Regions from separate parts of the Zea mays genome. Here regions 2 and 3 are each linked to region 1. The links are chromatin contacts, called in public Hi-C maps. All regions are on one chromosome and are shown on one strand. Each heading gives the region's core, a stretch centred on a gene start, on an enhancer-like site or on the middle of the called end of the contact. The rest is flanking DNA. Distances are from core to core; before and after follow the strand shown.

The links. A called contact is a pair of places that touch in the nucleus more often than the background predicts.
Region 2: a contact with region 1 is called in a Hi-C map of ear, with 3 times the contacts expected there. The contact joins the promoter of LOC107522034 here to the promoter of LOC100384594 in region 1. A contact is called at or near these places in 7 of 25 Hi-C or Micro-C datasets (ear, endosperm, leaf and 1 more) and 1 of 3 datasets of contacts at active chromatin or transcription factors (leaf).
Region 3: a Hi-C map of tassel shows a contact between it and region 1, with 2.2 times the contacts expected there. The contact joins the promoter of LOC103627472 here to the promoter of LOC100384594 in region 1. A contact is called at or near these places in 2 of 25 Hi-C or Micro-C datasets (bundle sheath and tassel).

The regions. Positions count from the first base shown.
Region 1 is chr5:193,082,536-193,087,349 of Zm-B73-REFERENCE-NAM-5.0, reverse strand. It overlaps LOC100384594 (Ascorbate-specific transmembrane electron transporter 2), which reads left to right and starts at 2,494. Exons shown (of 4, transcript NM_001177098.1): 1 at 2,494-2,940; 2 at 3,717-3,765; 3 at 3,851-4,053; 4 at 4,129-4,671. The coding sequence starts at 2,791. The coding sequence ends at 4,437. TRNAP-UGG (transfer RNA proline (anticodon UGG)) reads right to left here and starts at 2,002; the gene lies at 1,931-2,002. It also overlaps a transcript of LOC103627474 not described here.
Region 2 is chr5:193,301,565-193,306,378 of Zm-B73-REFERENCE-NAM-5.0, reverse strand. LOC107522034 (Vesicle-associated protein 1-1) reads left to right here and starts at 2,867. Exons shown (of 8, transcript NM_001322276.1): 1 at 2,867-3,355; 2 at 3,683-3,753; 3 at 3,865-3,946; 4 at 4,033-4,148; 5 at 4,251-4,373; 6 at 4,760-4,801. The coding sequence starts at 3,298.
Region 3 is chr5:192,895,268-192,900,081 of Zm-B73-REFERENCE-NAM-5.0, reverse strand. It overlaps LOC103627472 (membrane steroid-binding protein 1), which reads left to right and starts at 1,964. Exons shown (of 2, transcript XM_008647763.4): 1 at 1,964-2,598; 2 at 4,189-4,814. The coding sequence starts at 2,273.

The DNA.
Region 1 (4,814 bases), core at 1,245-3,744:
TGCGTATCCTCAAAGGTCTTTTGTCTATCCCATTTGTTTGGCTTCATTTTCAGGCTTATATGTCACTAGTCTACTGCTTAATTCGATATCTTAGGGGATGTTTAGGATGTCTCTAGGTTCCAGCTCCAATGTAAAGCTGTAGTTTATAATATCAATTTAAATAGTTTTAAAACTATTTTAATCTATATAATAAATAAAATAACTTATCTAAATGTCTTCTAAAAACCTACAATGCTAGCTTCACGATTTTCTGGAGCACCTAATGACATGCTCCATCAACTCCACGAAATTTCTGGAGCTGGAGCTATTGCAAACAGGGCCTTCAACAGATAGGTACTTGGGCTATCGCTTTGGGCTTGTTTGTTTCTGCTTTTTAGAGATTTTGAACTTCAATTTTTTGGACCATTCAAAAGTGAAAAACCCTATGAAGCTCACTAGGATGAACTTTAGGGCTTTTAACCTATGAAAGTTGTTTAGGTTTTAGAAAATTCAAAAGCTAAAAAGTGCAAAATCTTAAAAAAGCTGAAACAAACAGGCCGACACAAAGCCACAAACACTTGAAATTTGCAGATTAGAATTTGTTTTTGATCCGAGTATAAAGATTGATAGATGCTAGGCTACATTGCTATTTTTTAAAAAAAACTAGGCCACATTGTTATTTTCTTAAAAAAACAAGGACATACTGTGACTATCAGTGAGTTCCTCGAAAAAGAGAATTAAAAAAAAAACTCCTGTGTGCCCGAGTCGGAGACGAATATCGAACTCGCTCTATGTTCGGTTCTACTCTAATCCATATGGATTAAGAGGAATTGAGGGGGTTTCAATCTCTAGTAAATCAAAATTCGTTTAATCCGTATCAATCCCTTTCAATCCATATGGATTGAAAATAACCGAACAAGCCTAACCCCTCGATGCCTCAAGTTCAGTCGGCACGCGTTCGTCTTCTGGACGTCAAGAAACAGAGTCCCGTCTAATTACGACCGACGATGCAGCCAGGACGAGGGTACTATATGGCAGCGGCTTCGGCTACGGGCCAGGTCCACCCTACCGCCCCCCGGTGCCGCCTGAACTGCAGATGGCACCGCAAGAGAGTGAAGCCGTTCTGATGGCTACCGGCCGCCTCGCCGCGGAGTACCTGACGAACAGAGGCGATCTGCCGGCGAAAGTGCTGGAGAACCGTCCGCCGGCGCCGATTCCCCGTTCGTTGGTCGGAGTCGGAGGCCAGACCGCATTCGGGTCGCAGTACCACGAGACGCCGGTATACGGGACGTTCCACTTCCAAGGACGTCCGCGGTCCGCCCGCGCCGCAGCAGCGTCAGCCGTCAGTCATGCCCCCACCCGTTCTACTCCCAAGGGCAACAACGTCCACCTGCGCCGCAGCGCCGGTTTCCGGCCCCCCGCCCGTTCCGAGCAGGCCGCGACCAGTTCCCGAAGCGCCCACGCCAAGGCCCGTTTGGACCGGCTTCCTCCCCAGGCGCGGCACGCCGGCCGGGCATCGGCACCCGTCGTGGACGCGAATGAAAATAAGCGAGACGATGATAACGAGCACAGTGCGCCGGCCGGAGACGCGGGCAACTCTCAGTCGACGGCGCAGCCGGATGTTCCGGCCAGCGGCCCGCAGCAGACGAACGAGCCAAGCAGCAGTTCCCACTAGCGAATAAAAGCTAGAATACACATCATTTTTTTTGGCTGAAACGGCAGCGTAAACAGCTCTAGCAGTTAGCACCACATTTTTTGTAATTCTGTGCGGAAGTCGTGGAGTTAAGTACTATTTTGCCTCTATATATACCAATATCGTTACCATGTTCCAAACTAGTACATGGAAATAAATATATCAATCATATTCATGTGTCTGAACCAGCAAAAGAAATTGCAACAAAAAAGCAGCCCAGACAATCAACAGAAATAAAAAAAATATTTTATAAATATAGGGGCATTCCGAGAATCGAACTCGGGACCTCTCGCACCCAAAGCGAGAATCATACCACTAGACCAAATGCCCTTATGCTTATGACATCAAACGCTAGGTTAATTATAGGATCATTACGAAACGACGAGGAAGACGCGGGAGCAGGGCTGCAAAACGCAAACGCCGAGTTCTGAACTCTCACGCGGCCCTCATGCCAGTTTTCCGCAATCAGTTACCATCAGCCAGCGATCCTCACGAAGTTTACCTGTAACCTTGTAGTCGGCGGACGGAGAATCAGAGACCCATGCTAGTGACCACTGACCACGTCACCAAGCCTGATAACACCAGAGCACAGGAGAAGACGAAGTATGCTATCCTCTGGTCTTCAAAGGGTAGCACAGCTCTTGGTCACGAGTTCCAACAACCCACCGGTCGTCGCCAGACCGGTGCAAGTTTTTTCCGCGCTAGCGATTTGCTGTTGCTTTCTCGCGCTGGGTCCCGCGGACGCAGGTGGCACCTTGATTCTTCTCAAATCTCAACACACACGAAGGCTACGGATCACGCTAGAAGTAACAAGCTAAAAACTTGAGCTCTCGGTAGCACGAGAATCTACAGATATGAACCAAGTTATATAAGGTACTCGTACACCGAACATGTTCGATAGAATGCTCTAGTGACAGCGAAAAAACCAAACAACAAAAACCAACGAAATCCCTGCCATTTTTATAGGAGACGACGGTGCGGGGACACCACGCTCCCGCATTCAGTCCCTCCAGTCGTTGCGTCGGACGCCGTTGAGCGTTGGTGGCACTGTGCCAGCAGCAGCGCGCCGCGGGTGGCAAGGCAAAGGGGGCGACGAAGAGGAAAGCGAAGAAAACGTCATGGGGCTTGGCCTTGGCGTGCGGGCGGCGCCCTTCACGTACGCGGCGCACGCGCTGGCCGTCGCGGCGGCGGCCATGGTGTTGGTCTGGGCCATCTACTTCCGCGGTGGGCTCGCCATCGAGGCCACCAACAAGAACCTCATCTTCAACGTGGGTACTACTGCCTCTCCCCTCCCCGCGCTGGTTGCTTCAACGCCGACAACTTGTTTTGGGGACGCGTGTTTTCCCTTTTGTTTGCTTTCTTTCCCCTTTGACGTCGCGTCGACGTGAGCGCGTGTAGGCTGCTTCACGAGCTAGAAAAGTGAGGAAATTTAAATCTAGTAGAATTATAGAATTATCAAGAAGTGTTATTGTGCAGTTCTGTCGGCGAGCGTGTGGATTCTAGCTTTCTTTGCTTCAGTCAGAGATTGTGGATTCTATCTTTTATACCCCGTAGTAGCTTTCTACTAAATTACACATAGGCTGCTGCACGAGCTGGATTGTGGAGTACTAAATTACACAATCCAGCTCGCCCAGATTCTACGATCCACGAATCCTCTCAAACTAGAGAGAGAGAGAGAGAGAGAGAGGCCATGAGCTAGAATTCACAAAGAGCCATCAGCTTTTGGACCTTCAGTTCTCTGCAATCCAGGACTTCAATTATGCCGCTATTCAGAATCTCTAGCTAAAACTAGCAGAGCACTTAATACGTGTTTATTTGGCTGAGGTTGTGGCCTATGTTAGTTAGAAAGCATTTTGCTGTCTGCCTGCCCTCCTGAGGTTTCATCAATTACCTTTCAAATCACGAAACCCTATCTATTGCTTCAAGCTAACCATTTGTTTCGTCTGTACAGTTTTTAGTGAATCAGAGCAATAAGTTTTTATTTTTTGAAACTGAATCAGAATAATAAGTTGATTTAGAGTCCATCACATGTTAAACATTGCAGGTTCACCCTGTTCTTATGCTTATCGGTTATATTATCATCGGCGGCGAAGGTAAATGATTTAAATGTTTTCCAGGCTTCTCTTTTCTGTCACATGACAGATTTTAGTTTAGTAACATCTTGTTCGTCGTTGTCAGCTATAATGGTATACAGGGTACTTCCAACATCGAACCACGAGACAAATAAGCTGATCCATCTAGTTCTCCACGGGATTGCACTTGTCCTTGGTGCGGTTGGAATATATTTCGCCTTCAAAAATCATAATGAGAGTGGGATTGCCAATCTTTACAGTTTGCACTCTTGGATTGGGATAGGGACGATTACTTTGTATGGTATTCAGGTAAGGTCATGCATATGATGGCAAAGTTAGATAGTTGGATTGGGATTGCACTTATATTTGCCTAATTTATCACAGTGGATAGTTGGATTCGTTACATTCTTCTTCCCTGGTGCTGCGCCAAACGTGAAGAAGGGTGTTCTTCCTTGGCACATACTCTTTGGGCTCTTTGTCTACATCTTAGCACTGGCTAATGCGGAACTCGGCTTTCTTGAGAAGCTCACTTTCCTCGAGAGCTCGGGTCTCGACAAATACGGCACAGAGGCATTCTTGGTGAACTTCACAGCGTTGGTTGTCGTGTTGTTTGGTGCCTCTGTTGTGGTGGCTGCTATAGCTCCAGTTCGCCTTGAAGAACCACAGGGTTATGTTCCAATTCCAGAAAACTAGTACAAATGAAATGTACATCATATGCAGTTGCCAGGATTGGCTGTTACCATATGGAGCTAAGATATTCATCTCTCTTTATTAAGGAGAAGAAGATCATGGAGTTATCACGATAAGAAGATAGTGCATCTTCATTGTGTTTGTATATGTCTACACTATTGTCTTAAGGATTAGTAGAGATACATTCTGTGATACTTCAAAATTTCAGTATATGCAAAATTGAATATCCTGCTTCATAAATGTCTGTATTTGCTTTCATCAGTATTCTTCTTGATAAATGCGCTATCTCTACTGTTTTGCTGATATTTATTGCAAATTGAGCTGACTTTGAATTGTGCTGGTTCAGAATCAGCCACTGGAACTACCTAACAGAAAGTGAT
Region 2 (4,814 bases), core at 1,618-4,117, 220 kb before region 1:
GAGAAGAGGAGAAGGGGTGGGGAGCAAGCGACATTACCGCAGCAGATCTCGGGGAGGAGGAGGCGACGACGCAGCGCTCGGGGAGGAGGAGGCGACAGCGCGGCGCTCGGGGAGGAGACGAGCGGTGCGGCGGCTGAAGCGGAATCTGTTTCCTGATTTTAGGTTAAGAAAGTTTCAGAGACTTCTAATTCAGGCCCAAGAAATGGATGGAAAGTTAGTTTCCAATTCTATAGTTTGCCAAACAAATTAGCCCAAGAATTAAATTCCAATTCAGCCCAATTCCAATCAAACAAACGGGCCCTTAGACAAAAGTCACTTTTAGTGTGAGCTTTGGGTGAAAGTTAACTCCTTAAATTAGCGTTTGGTTTTTTCTAAACCAAAACATGTTGAAAAGCCCGATTAAAAAAGATCTAAAACTTAAAACCATATGCCTGTTCATAGTATATTTGCATTCCTTTCGCGGGTTCTGCGAACCCACCAGATAAGATTGAGAAGATCGAGGCCCTAAAAACCCCTAGAGCCCACCAGACATCATTCAAGAGGCCCAGTATCTCAAGGGGCCACAACAACTGAACATATTAGCGTAGTTTCGTTGAGTGCACCTGTGCACGTCTCTGTCAGCCATCCGCAGAAGAACGGCAACTGAAAATGAATCGGTCTAGGGATGACGTACGGGAGCAAATCCGCAAGGAAGAAACTTGAGCGAGCGCATATGTGTTTCGTCCGCACGCCTTAGACCATTCGTGCGTCGCACTGTTGGACCGTGACCACTGACCATATCTGATCAACATTTTTCTCTCTTATATAGGCGACGTGTCTGATATCCTTAAGAAACATCTACGTATTCTGGCTTTCTGAAAGAAGCGATAAAGAAATACGTAGCCTGTCACAACCAGAGGACGCGTATTCGTACGTGGAGTCGTGGACTCGTGGTGGAAACCTGGCTGGAGTTTTGTGTTGCAGATATATAGGGCTAGTTTAGAAACTTAAATTTTCTTAGGATCTCTGTCTTTTTTTAGTGTGGGTAATCCCAGAGAGTGTCATTTGTATAAAACATTATTACTATTTAAAGAAGCGACAGCAGAGCTTAACAATTCATGCCTTTTAAAAAAAACTCTCTGCTTGTTTTCAACTCCACATAGAACCGCCCGCCAGCATATATATATCATCAGTTGAATCACAGCAGTCCATCTCAGGACCCATGACTGGGCACCCAATTTTGTCTTTATCACAGAACAAAACTCTACGGGCCTCTTTGGAATCAAAGTCTTTCGAAACCATGGTTTCCAAATATTGTGGTTTATAATTGTCGTGACATAAATACTATGTTTTTTAAATACCATGTTTTTTCACAGTTTTCATGGAAACCGATGCTTGTTTGGTTCCAAAGTTTAGAAACCTAGTAATAACTGCATGAGGAGTGGACGGCGGGTGATCGGGCCATCGTGGCAGAGGCCGGTGACGGAAGAAAACCAAGGAAAACTGAGGTCTAGACCTCAGTATCCAGAACTCCAAAAATACTACAGTTTTAGGTAAACTATGATATTCAAAACAGAGTTTTGATAGCACCAACCAAACACCTTTTGGCTTCTAAAACCATAGTATTGTACAATATCATAGTATTGCTTTAAAAGTATAAAAATACTATGCAACCAAACAGCCTCTACACTTGCATCAATACCTCTTCTATCGTCGCTGAATGAGTTCTCAATGGCAAGAAACAATAGCCCCAATAACACCCGGGAATTGTAGATGCAATAAAATACAGGTACTTTTGACTGGGAATAGGCTAAAAGTGCTCGTTTATAAATGAATAATCCAGACAGACGGAGCAACATCAGCATCAAGGATCAGGATCATCCACATTCAGCCCCTTTTCTATTCCCCCAGAGTGTCAGGTAGTATTACTGTTGCCTTAATTTGGCATGTTGTTATGCGGATATTGAGCCTATTTGATTCAGTTTTTTTTTAAGCTTTTATGAGAATCTGGCTGTGAAAAAAATTGGATCTGAATATTATGGAAATTATGTGTGGATGAAGATAAAATGGTCAAATAGGGTTTAAAATGTACCAAAGTTACAGTTTCCTACTATCACAACGACTCGGTCAATTTTTTGTTTACTTTGATTTTGAATGATTTTGACTAAAATAATTTTCATAAACACAGGCCGAAAAGTTGAGCGTTGTCTGCAGCAGCTTTAGTGGCTAGAAGTTTTTTTAAAAAAAAACTGAAACAAATAGAGCCATTTTATATTCGTGAAAAGTAGAACTCTATCTGTGATCGGATATTCCCGTTTGTCCATTTTGTAGAGTCCGTATCCGCATCCCCAGTTGTCCAGCTCCAGCCGTGCGGAGAACAGGAACCAGAAGTCAGAAGCGCTTCCGTGCCGGTTCAAGAATAGCAGCACCGTACCAGCCAGCCAACAGGGTCGCCTGCAGTTGCAAGCTCGGAACTCTCCGGAGACTCGTAGCATCACTTCACAACTGGCTCTATGAAAAGGACCAGTAGCAACAACAACACGCGCGCTGGTCAATACTGACGACGTTCGCTATAAAACGGTCGTTCGAAGATGGCGGCACGGGACCTAACTGCAGCCCGGCCGATGTGGCCTGCTGGAGCGCGACACCTCGCGCGACTTGCGTATGGCTGCCGCCGGGAGCAGGAAGTGCCGTTGACGCGCGGCGCGGTCGCGGAAACGAGGCCCGGATTCGAACCCAGACGAGACGATCGGTGCGACTCGCGACCGATTCGAACCGGATCCAGCACGTTGGTAGAACTGGCGACCCGGACGCGAAACGGCCTCGGATGTAGACGCCGCAACCGCCTTCTGAATCCTCCGGAGGAAAATGGGCGGGCCGGCAGATAGGAGGAGTAGCTCAGAACCTCAGATAGCTCGGGGAGCGAAAGAGAGAGAGACCGACGCGCATCCTCATCCTCCCCGCCTCAAACTCGCGTCGCGGGGACGTGTCCGTTCACACGAGTATTCTGCGTAGCCACGTCGCCGGTGTGCGGTAGCGGTAGCGGTAGCGGTAGCAGCCAGGGCCCAGGGCTGCTTCTCGCCCCTTCCAAAATCCCGAGCTTTTCCCCGGTTTCGACCCTTCGTTTTCCTCCGCTTCCTCCTCTGCTCCACTGCTTCAGGAATAGGTGCCTCAGGAATATAGGTAGACGGAGAAAAAAAAACACAGAGAGAGAGAGAGACGGAGGGGAGGCATCGAAATTCCGAATCCCCACCTCGCCGCTCCCACCACCACCGCGGATTGCGTCCCGTTCGATTGCGCAGGAGTTTCTGTTCCAGGATGAGCACCGAGTCAGGAGAGCTGCTCGGGATCGACCCCGTCGACCTCCGGTTCCCATGTATGCGTCTTTTATTTTTGCTATTTATTTTTTTCCTTCCTCGCGGCGCGCGGATTCTATTGGTTTCCTTGAAAATTTCTCAGTAGTCGCCATAGCGAACATAGCTTCGCTAGCTATTCGGGGGAAATTTTATTGCGCTCTGTCGAACGCCCATTCGATAATCTTCTACTGGCTGTTTCTCGGGTGTTCATCATCTTTTTATCCTTTCTGCGGTTCATTTCGACATGTGTTCTGTTGCTTCCTAATCATTTCGAGGTAACATGCAGTCGTCCCGTCCTGTACTGTTCATTCCTTTCCTGATTTCCTTCTCCTCTCTGAATCATGCAGTCGAGTTAAATAAGCAGATCTCCTGCACGCTGCAGCTGACGAACAAGACAGACAAGCAGGTCGCGTTCAAGGTAAAACGAATCCTTTCCTGCGCGTTCCCGGGCAGGAGAAGCCAGCCACGCGAAACAAAATGGTACCGTACCCGTAGTGGACTGAGCTTGTGCGACACCGCCCGACTGTAGGTCAAGACAACGAGCCCCAAAAAGTACTGTGTTCGGCCAAACAACGGCATGGTGGCGCCCCGGTCCAAAGCTGACGTTGTTGGTAATTTAGTGCCTCGCATGATTGTCATGGCATAGCTGCCCTTTATTTCCACATCTTATACCCACCGTGAATCGTTGGATTTTCAGTCACAATGCAAGCGCAGCGGGACGCGCCACCGGACATGCATTGCAAGGACAAATTCCTTGTGCAGAGCGCCATCGTGGCCAAGGAGACCATGCCGAAGGAAGTCACTGGAGACATGGTAATAAGTCGCATTTTAGTGTGTTGGTAGTTTTCTTTATCATTTTATAGGGGGGTGCTCCTTCTGTTCACTAAAAAAAAATCTTAATGATGGGTTATGTAGTTTACCAAAGATTCAGGCAATATAGTGGATGAAGTGAAGTTGAAGGTAGTTTATACAGCGCCATCGTCCTCTCAAAGCGAGGGATTTGAGGATGGTAATCTCGGCAGTTTGAGTTATCAAGAGGTAAGAATTTGAGTTTAGTGTTGATTGTTATATAAGGAGTAGATTTCAAAAAAACCTACAAGTATTTACACTTAGGTTGCAAAAACTTCAACTTTGGGGCATATTGCAGAAACCTAACATGCAGTTTTTCTGCAATAAGATGTCAAAATAACTATAGGTTTCTAAAATAGGCACCAAAAATTGCAGTTTTCAACCCATGTCAAATTCTTTTTTTGGTATTTGAATTTACTCTTATATAATTACAGCATGTATTTCATGATCTGTGCCAACGAACAGTTGGGCTACTGCCTACTGCCTGCCTGACTAACATTTTGGCATTTTTGCACTGATAAGTGATTCTCTCCAATATCCACCTTCTAAAAGTGAAAGTGATTCTTTCTTTGCAGGAAACAAAAGAACCCAAAGAATCAGAAAAAATAATCTCTGAGGTGAACCTCTTTT
Region 3 (4,814 bases), core at 715-3,214, 190 kb after region 1:
CTAGTATTGATATTGATGTGGTCTGTTGACGAGAGAGGATGCGGGTCAGCATTAGGTACTCAGACAGCGCAAGGCAGGGATTTCCTGATGATGGTTGGGTTGGGGGTGCTTGTTGACCTTTCAGCTCTCAAGTCCGGACGGGCGGCGCCCAGGCAGGTTCCTGGGCGAGCTTACCGGGCACATGGGTGAAAGAAACTTCTCGTTAGCGTCATACATGACGCGAACTAATCTGTTGTCCAAGTTGATGTTGCCTTGGCAACTTCGGTTCGCTAGCTTGAGTCATCGACGGACCACGTGTACAACTGTGCAAGCGAGATAATCGACGGGATCATCAGATCAGAGGGACCATTATTATGCATTATTATTATGTCACGAATTGATAAAGGGTTTAGGGTTTTTGGTATACATCCTCTGTTTAATATTTGGCCAAGTTTCGAATTTTAGGAGAATATATAATATTCAAACAATTGTAAGCAGGGGAAAAAAGTAGGGCATGATTTTTAGAAAACTATGAATTAGTTTTCCGTAGGTTAAAATACATTTTCTATGATTTCTTAATATTAATTCACATTTTAGTATTTTAAACGCATATTTGTTCCAGAAAACAATATGCTATTTTTCAAAAACCATCTACAATTTTTTTAGTCTAATGGATCTAGGCACTGTTTGGCACAGCTGCTGCTTGTTGAAAAAGCAGCTTATCTGATAAGCTGGTGAAAAGCAGCTTCTGCTTGTTGGCTGCTTTTAGTGTATTCTGAGAAGCAGCTGAACTGATAAGCTGCTGCAGAAGCTAGCTGTTTGGCAGAACTTCTGCTTAAATTTGTGAAGAAGCTGAAAATAAGCCGTGCCAAACAGGGCCCTAATGATCTATGGACTGTTGCGATTTACCTTCTCGTTGCTTGACGTGGCATCATATATGACAGAATGTGGTGTCACGTCAACCAACTTTCTAAAGCACTAACCACTTCACAAAACATTTAAGAAAACTAAAATCTGATATTTTTTCTTAAGGGCTAGTGGATCCAGGATTCTTCATAGGGACCGGAGGGAAATGAGTGTATCTAAACTAGCTATAAGATAGTGTCCAACAGTTTATCATTATGTTCATTTAAAACATTGTCTTACACTGTTTGCAATGTAGACTATACTGTTTGTGGGAGTGAAGCTTAAATATGGATACGAGGATGCTGAAGATGACCTAATAGTAGCAAATCGGATATGTATAATAGTTGAGGAAGATCAAATGAAATCCTCGACTACTAGGAGTTGTACCACCAATCCAATGAATATAGGGACAGTCGGACAGATCTATCTTTTTTGGTGGAGCAAATCCACGGTAGAGCCGCTAGATAAAAAAAACATTTGGCTAGAAAGTGAACCACATTAGAGCTGCTGGATCCAAAAATGTGACTAAAAAAACTGAATCTGGATTCGTATTTTGAATTTTGTAGAGCTTTACCAAACAAGCTCTTTAGTCGAGGAATGAGGAAGAATGGCCCACATGACATGGCGCAAGTTCACTTGCTACTGGGCTATGTGATTCACGGCATCAGCAAGGCGGGCTCATGTCGCACGGTCGCTCACAAACGTTCCCAAAGCCCAATGATGCGAGTTCCTCAGCACACCAGTTGAGGGGTTTTTTTGGAACAAAGGATTTTTTCTGAATTCTACGTTTTTCATGTGTTTTTAAACTAATTTCTATATCAATCCTATAAAATTCGTACTTTACAAAGGAGCCCTGACAAAAGATCGCCTCCACCTGGTCCTGGGCTCCTGGCACGAGAGTCTGATGTTCAATGTGAAACAAAACAACACAATTCTGATTTCTCATGTCAAATTTTGGACAATGTGACTTGACATTTTTTTCCTCCAGAAAACGTGACTTGACTGCAAACCTATCTACAGTTCTCCATTCTCCGAATCTGGTTCTTTTTTCTCCATTTCTTTCTTCAGCGAGGAGAGAGACAGGGAGGCTGGTGAATGAAAACCGAAAAGACGAAGAAAACCGCGCGGTTGCAAGTCCCTCTCCGACGCTGACTCGCCGACTCCCGCCTGGTCACCACCGTCATAGACCGCGCCGGACAGCCCAGTTCCGTTCCATCCCATCCACCGCGCGGTGCTCCTCCCTGTCCCTCAGAAAAAAAGGCGCACGGTTCGCGCGTCCCATTTCACTTGTTCCCTCGCACCGGCACTGCTCCCTCCACCTTACTCTGTCGGTTACACCTCTGCCTCTCCCTCTCCCCTTGCCGGCCGGTTTTCTCCGTCCGTGCCCATGGCCATGGCCATGGCAGAGTGGTGGGCTGCGGCGACGGAGGCCGTCGCGGTGTACACTGGGTTGACTCCTACGGCGTTCTTCACGGCCGTGGCTGTGGCCGCGGCGCTGTACGTCGCGGTTTCAGGACTGTTTGCGCGGCCGGCGCAGACGTCATCGAGGAGGCAGGAGGAGGCGGCGGAGGAGAGGACCTTCGAACCACTGCCGCCGCCGGTGCAGCTCGGCGAGGTGACAGAGGAGGAGCTCCGAGCTTACGATGGGTCCGACCCCAAGAAACCGCTGCTCATGGCCATCAAGGGCCAAATCTACGACGTCACGCAGAGCAGGTACGTGCTTTCTAGCCTGTTGAACAGTTTCGATTTTGTTTCTCATGGAAAAACTTGGAACGGGAGACACTAGAAGTCTAGCACCCGTAAAACTCCCATAGAATCTTTAGTACGGTGTATTACTTTTAAAAAGCAAACGGTTCATACATGAGTCTTCAGTTAATCTTTATATGACTGAAAAAACGAATTAGCAAAACGAAAATGGTTATTAGACTAGAAAATTAAGTCGTCATTTCAGTGAGTAATCTTCATGTCAACAAAAGCAAGTGGAACTGGAAAGGTGAATTTACCGACCTTGCCATGTGAAACTAGAGGAGAAATCTCTTACTAAGGACTGTTTGAAAACTCTATTTTTACAAGAATTTCTAATTTTGTAAGAAAAATGAACAAATTTACTTTGGGAAAATAGAAATCCCTCAAAAAAATTAGGTTTCTAAACTAGCCTTAAACCCTCCTAAATTTTAAAATGTGCAAACTATTATATATGTCTATTGTAGGTGATCTAGTGAGATTATATCGTTGTAGCGCTTTAATTCAGTCCCTTCTATTTTTTTTTCTTGCTCTGTCCATATCAAGTGATTCCTAATAAAAAAAGAATGAATTTTCTTCCTTCCAACTTTGTTTGTTCAAAAGACAACTCTTTTCTCTTTAAACAAATGATCATCAAGTTCGTATACGAATAACCCTTGGCTCTATCATCGTGGCTCTAGTATAAATCTAAGATTTTAATCCAACTGATTCATAGGTTTGCAACAAGATAATTTCTATAAAAATCCACTATAAATTTTGATACTAAATGTGTAATTGGATTTTTTATGGAATATATTTACATGGTACATGTATTTTGATACAAAATAAGTACAATTGGATTTGTTATGGAATATTTACATAGCATATGTATTATGTATTATATTTTACAGATATTAATGCCTTTTCTATAATCTGGTCAAACTTCACCTAGTTTGACTAGGATAAAATTCGAATTGAATTCTGTTCCGGAGATCTTAGCGATAGCATTTTATCCAGCTAGTGTGAGTGATATGACCGCTCTGCAAGCGTTTAGGTTAGTTTGACGATATGTGCATACTGAGTTACTGATCGTCCTTGCGGTTTCTAGATGCTGGTCAGTCCCAAATAGATTCATTTTTCATGTGAACGAATGCTTCAAGTCACCAAATTCAGCAAGATGCTTTCAGCTATTGTGACCTCAGTTATTTTCCATTGTCAGTTGTGGATTGCTCAGATGGTAATATACCTATCTGACCTTAGAAAATTCCATTGATTCTTGTTCTAGTCAAATGATCTGACCTTCAAGGGAAAATCAGGTGTTATTTTCTCTTTTAGAAGATTCATCGGAAAGGAACAACATATCTGATGGCTTGAAAAGGACTAGATGGTTAACCAGATACCATTAAAGTACTTGGTTCTGTCAAGACTTCCCCATCGTTTGGCTTCTGACATTTTTCATTTTTGTCCTTCCATATTGAGCACTATTTTCCAAGTTGATTTTTACAGGAACCAGTAGCGTTCATGAGCATTACATATTCCTGGTTGCAACATGTTCATCTTCAGTTTCATCTCCTTTCGCAGGATATTTTATGGACCTGGTGGCCCGTACGCATCGTTCGCTGGCAGAGATGCGAGTAGGGCTTTGGCAAAGATGTCATTTGAAGCAAGTGACTTAACTGGTGACATTTCAGGGTTAGGTCCATTGGAGGTTGAGGCCTTGCAAGAATGGGAGTACAAATTCAAGAGTAAGTATGTTACAGTTGGAATAATCAAGAAGACTGTTCCATTCTCAGAGGGAGATGCTGCAAGGAGCGATGTGACAACTGAAAGAGACATAGTTGCAGGCATTGTTGAAAGCAACAGTGTGCCAGAACCAGAGGAAACTGGAATGACAAACCAAGGGAGTGTAGTAGAGAAGATAACAGAATCACCAGACATCGATGTTAACACAAGCAGCCATGAAGATGCAAAGAAGGCAAAGGAATTGCCAGATCCAGATGTGACAAATACGAGCAGCCAAGCTGATGCAGTGGACAAGCCAGAGGAAATCCCAAATGCAGTTGTAAAGAACAGGAGAAGCATTGAAGGTGCAATTGAGGCAAAAGAAACACCTCAGGTAGAGGATGGGAAAGATACATATCAACCTGAAGACGCAACAGAGAAGCCAAATGAAGCAACAGATGTCGTAGATTTGAAGAACACAGCCA